2 separate regions of the Mus musculus genome follow, and region 1 is linked to region 2. A link is a contact called in public HiChIP or PLAC-seq data. All regions are on one chromosome and are shown on one strand. The core of a region is the stretch at or near the end of the contact, and the rest is flanking DNA. Distances in the headings are between cores, read along the strand shown. Region 1 has its middle 9.4 kb from the start of Il1b. Region 2 holds the start of AI847159 (expressed sequence AI847159).

Region 1 (2,749 bases), core at 209-2,708, 200 kb after region 2:
CCAGAAGTACCTTTTTGGCAGAGTCATCCAGAGAGTTCTTCACAGCTGATCCATCCCACTTATCAATTTTCACAGGCTTATCATCAATCTTCCACTTATCCAACAAACCACTGCGGCTGCTGCTTGTCCCGCAGCTGGGGCGGCCACCAGCCCCACTACTGCCTCCGCCACCACCAACTTCTCCCTCCTTGCGACGGCACTGCCGCCATCTTGTCTCTGCTTTCTCTCTTTGGTTGAACAAGCAGTTGTGCTACCTTTGGAAGGCCATTGACAGCATGGCTTCCCTTTGCATCTAGCAGAAACAGCTCTAGGTGGCTGGGTGCATGTCTTTCTGTCCTTTTTCCCAGTAGGTGAAAATGCCATGAACATGGGGCTCTGGTACTACTTATCTGAGGGTTCTGGAAAAGATTTATTTATTTGTAATGAATTTGAGTGCTTTGCCTGCATGGACACATGTGTACTGTGGCATTAGACCCTTGAACAGAGTTACAGACGGTTGGGAGCCACCATAGAAGCTCTGGGAATCAATCTGAGTCCTCTGCAAGAGTGCCCATCTCTCCAGCACCCGTGAATGCGTTCTAAAAGGGCAGATGGGGTTTCTTTGAGGTGCAATGACTTTGCTATTGCTTCAGAAGAGCAGCCATAACTAATGCATAATTTCAATGGGCTTCCTGTTGGGAGCACAGCAGGAAGATCCTTATGTCTCCAGATCTCCAGAGAAACCAAGAATGTTAAGCACACAAGACTGTTCCTTCAAAGGCTTAGATATAAAACTTGTTTTCCCACCCAGAAAGCTGGGAATTGGAGGTGATTGATTAACAGCCTGGTGATCTACATTATCTGTTGGGCCAGGCCATAGCAAGCTCCTACAATCAGGACCAGAGTTGGTTAATAGCCCAAATGACTTCTGCATTATCTGTATGATCAAGACCAGACCCTTAAACCCTTAGACCCTTAAGCTAGTCCAGGTAGCCTACCTCTACCCCCTCCCCCCCATCTTCTTGGAAGAAATGGCATATACCCTAAATCAAGTTTCAATATAATTATGCTTTGCTGTGCACTGGGGATCCTATTAACCAGGAAACTTTTTCCCAAATTGTATTGTGTTTTAAATATGCTGGCAATGATCCTCCTGTCACCAGACTCCCCACGTCCAATCCTGGTTGATGAAGTCAGTCTGAACTGGGTTTTCATTCTCAGACTTCTTTGTTTCGCTTCCCTGTTTGGACAACTGCAGGGTCTGCCCCGCCCCTCCCTCAGGCTTCCTTCAGTGGATTGTCTGCTTATTTTAGGTCAGAGTCTCGTTCCCACATCATTGCATTTTACCATTTTTCTTGGATGCAAACTAGAAACAATCATTTGTTTGTTTTTTTTTTTTTAATGGCCCTTATGCAGTACCTACTATCAGCCACTTCCCCGCTGCATCACCCCAGCCTCCATAATGACTTCTAAGTATTATCTAGTACTGCTCTACTGCACTTTTAATTGCTCTGACCACTTACTGCCCCTCCTCCTGTCTACACAGAACCCATTGCTGGACCGTTTTCTTATAGACACAATCGTATTCTAAGCAGGATTGCTGGCTAGAGATGTACATCTCAGGAATTCTGCTCCTGTGTTTCTACACTGTGCTGCTGACATGGGGGCCAACTCCATTCCATACCTTTCTTCTTTGCCCTTCAGTGGGTGACATGTTGTGTGAATTTGTTTCTTTCTCTGTCTCTGGGGGCAACACTGGGACTTTCCAAATGAGTCGTGGGTTGTGTTTCTTCCCCTTTTCCGAGCTTCTTCCTTATTCCGATTCACTTCCTCACCTGTGACTGGCAGCCTTGGTTATGGATGCCCTTTTGTTTTCTCCTTCTCTGCTTTAAAAAAAAATCTCTTCAGGGTTTATGCCTTTGGAATAATGTTTTTTCTTTATGGACTTGGGGCCCTCCCATCTATGATAAACTACTTCTAACATGTCTGATCTGCCTATTTCATCTCTCTGGTTTTTACTTCATGGGAGGTGGTTTGGCCATTTCCCTCTAGGACGTTGTTAATTTCATGTCTCCAGTCACTTCCTCCTTGTTGGATGGAACAGAGTTTTCCATCTCAAACAAGGGAAAGTTACCAGCAGGGCCACTCAAAATTTGTTGGTGTCTTGATCAGGTCCAGGACTAGACTCTGGGTGACTGATATGACTGAGCAGTGTGGGATGAAGGAGTCTGATGGTGGACAGACCTTAATCCTTACTGTGAAGACAAGACAGGATTATTGATATATAGCCTAAAACTTACCAGGCTCTGGGATGGGCTCCATTTTTTACTGAGATTATTAAGTTTAGACAATCTACCAATATCTTATAGACATCAGTGAGATAGTCACACAATGTCCAGTCTTAAATACAAATTTTAATATCTAGCAATGCTTGGTATAATGTTCCAGGAAAGAGGTATTGATTTGTAATGATAAAACTATCCTTCTTAAGCTTTTTGGTATTATATACAATAAATTTTGTTTAAAATATTAAAGTGTTAAGTTCAATGAAAGTATAGTGTATATGTAAGAGCAAAAGGGAGAAGAGCTCCATTATCCATGCCTTGCTTCCTCAATCACTGTAGAACTTACTTCAACTATAAATTGTTCTCCAAATGCCACCACCCCAAGGACTTATCTATTCATCTCAAACCTACTATCTATGGATTAAGCTGTTCTTTTGTGTGGGTAAATTTCTCTCTATCCCTACTGACTACTGCGTTGTAGTTGA
Region 2 (2,787 bases), core at 161-2,660:
CCAGGACAGCCAGGGCTATACAGAGAAACCCTGTCTCGGAAAAAAGAGAGAGAGAGAGAAAGAAGGAGAGAGAAAGGAAGAAAGAGAGAGAGAGAAAGGAAGAAAGAGAAAGATATCCTGACTGTGAAGATCAAACTTGCCCTAAGGAACTCAACAGCCCTAATCAGCAGGAATTATCCTAACAATATCATCGCCCCCTTTCCCCGCCATCCTTTTCTCTCTTCTATCTAATATTAAGGGGTTGAAAAAGTGGAGAAGGGTAAAGAAAAAAGCATCCACAAAATAGCCGAAAGGACAGGCTATAGGGCTCAGCAGGGAAACCCAGAGAACATGAGAAGAGAAAACCCCTGTGCTTTGTGAGGGGAGGCACAGCTGAGTCTGGTAACCAGACAGCAACACTGGCTCTAGCCAGACAGGAACATACAAGGAAAATCTAAATGTAGAAATTCCTATCGGACCATGGACTCATGTAGCATACATCTTAATCAGAATCAGTAATGAGGTAAGTCTAAAAAGGCCTTGAGGTAGAAACAAAGGCAACATCTGGCCTTCAAGTGGCTGTCCTCCACTGTTCCACCCCCCTTCCCTTAAAAAATATTATATATACACATATACATACATACATTAAATATAATATAAATACTCAATTATATATACATATTTATATTTATATATCCATATCTCCCACTTTTGTTCTTCTCATCCCTGTCTGTTCCCATCACTCTGGGTCCTTTCCCAGCATTCACACCAAGGTCTTGGTAGCAGCTCCAGCCATGGGGCTTGGGGCTGTGGCTTGGTATCCGTGCTTCATCAGAAGCATACCATTTCCCTTCCTTCCCTAGCCAATGTCAGAACCAGCCATCAGGCCTAAAGAAGGAGGTGGCTTCTCCCATGACACCCCTCAGACTGTGGTTTTTACATCCTGTGCTGGTGGCCTTTGTACTTACCCCATCCGGAGCTTTCCAGATGTGGTAGCCAACTTTTGTTTTTCTTTCTCCTAGAGCAAGACACAGCTCTGATAATATTTGTATACTATTTGAGGAATGGATATTTTCCTTTAAGTCAATATTTTCAAAACTTTTTAAACCCCCACCCACACAAAGAAATACATTTTATATTATGAACAGTTTACACACACATACACACACACACACACACGCCTTACCACAATTTTCAGGAAATAATACTCACATTGTTGAATGTGCTCTGGTATTTTCTTTCATTTCAGTTTTTTACAAGGCTTCCTGTGTGGGTTTGGAGATGCAGCTCGGCGGTAGAGCACTTGCTCAGCAAACATGAAACTCTAGCACCGACACCAAAAAGCACTTGTTGGGACCTTAAGATAGAAAGCTCTGTCCTAAAGAGCAGAGATACTCCGGTCACTGTTAAACTGAGAAAGCTTTGCATCCAAACCTGGTCAGATTAGGATTAAGCTATAATCAAATGAGGGCTCTGGCCAGTCCTGCTTTGCAGACTGTGAACTTGACCTTGTTGCCAAGGAAGGAGCCTCTCCAGGGTTAGCTGACAGTGGCGATGGCCTCATGGTCTGGATATAGGACCTGCTTGTGCTTTTTGTATTTTTCCTCTTTGGTTCCTTGTATTTTTTCCTTTTGTATTGTACCCTTTCGTCTTTTTCTTTTTCTCTTTCTTTCTTTCTTTCTTTCTTTCTTTCTTTCTTTCTTTCTTTCTTTCTTTCTTTTTTTTTCGGGACAGGGTTTTTCTGTATAGCCCTGTCTGTCCTGGAAATCACTTTGTAGACCAGGCTGGCCTCGAACTCAGAAATCCACCTGCCTCTGCCTCCCGAGTGCTGGGATTAAAGGCGTGTGCCACCACACCTGGCCCCTTTTCGTATTTTTCTAGGGAGACTTAGAGGGATCCAGCAGGCCATGGAAGGACAAAGCAGGCCACTGTCTCAGAATGACAGAAGCTGTCCTTGGCCAAGGAGTAGAGAGTTAACAGTGGGTTCATAGAGCTCAGGAATGCCTACAATAGCATGTTTAGATTTACTAATCTAAGAAATTAAGAAAACAAGCCTGGACTTTAGAGACGGGGCGGGGGGGGGGGGGGGGGCGGGGGGATACAAAGTGGCTCTTAGGCCTAGAGAGGCAGGAGGTGATTGGACATTCAACGGGAATAGTGGCAGGTGATAAGCAGTTGCCCCTCCTCCTGCCTAGCATAGCCTCACCTTGAGCAAGAGGTGAGAGGAATGCAGGGCTGGGGAAGATTATTCCAGTCTTCCATCCCAATATAGCAACATTCCAGCTATAAAACCTTTTAGTCAGTTAAAAATAACTTCATAAAACATAATTGATATATAAATCATGAAATTACACTGCAAAGTGTTGTCATGATTCTGTTTGTGTCCTGGTAACACTACCTACACATCTTGTACAGAGAAAGACCTTGCAGACATGGGGGTGGGGGAGCGGCTACTTTCTAGCCATTCCGATAGGGGGCACTCCACCTCCATGAGGAAAGCTGATAAGAACGATCCAACTATGATTTGGCCGAGGCTAACTTACCAGGGTCTTTGTTCTTTTAACTTTATCAAATACTTTCTAGGATAGCAGTGATCAGTCTGTCAAAGGGACAGCACTGGGCTGGAGAGATAACTGATCGCTCTTTCAGAGGACCTGAAGTCAGTTCCCAGCACCTACTCCGTAGCTAACAGTCCTCTGTAACTCCAGTTCCAGGGGAACCTGACACCCTCTTCTGGCCTCCTCCGACACAGTATACATATGCTACACAGACATACATGCAGGCAAACCCACACATTTTTTAAAAAAG

Evidence for each region. HiChIP or PLAC-seq counts read pairs in DNA pulled down with a chosen protein or histone mark.
Region 1: an H3K4me3 HiChIP or PLAC-seq map of bone marrow-derived macrophages shows a contact between it and region 2, with 3 times the contacts expected there. The contact joins the enhancer-like site here to the promoter of AI847159 in region 2. A contact is called at or near these places in 5 of 39 promoter capture datasets (the C10 cell line, hippocampal neurons, liver and 2 more), 1 of 484 Hi-C or Micro-C datasets (B cells), 3 of 115 datasets of contacts at active chromatin or transcription factors (bone marrow-derived macrophages and microglia) and 1 of 9 other capture datasets (embryonic stem cells).

What each region holds. Positions count from the first base shown.
Region 1 is chr2:129,379,188-129,381,936 of GRCm38.p6, forward strand. It overlaps the pseudogene Spcs2-ps. Among named protein-coding and RNA genes, the nearest start is that of Il1b, 9.4 kb to the left of the region's middle. Within about 2 kb of position 1,459, at least 58 of the 459 cell types and tissues checked have an H3K27ac peak or open chromatin away from gene starts, as enhancers often do. A contact at or near this core is called in B cells, bone marrow-derived macrophages, macrophages and 1 more, where this site is marked.
Region 2 is chr2:129,179,263-129,182,049 of GRCm38.p6, forward strand. It overlaps AI847159 (expressed sequence AI847159), which reads right to left and starts at 1,411. Exons shown (of 3, transcript NR_045264.1): 1 at 1,192-1,411; 2 at 948-997.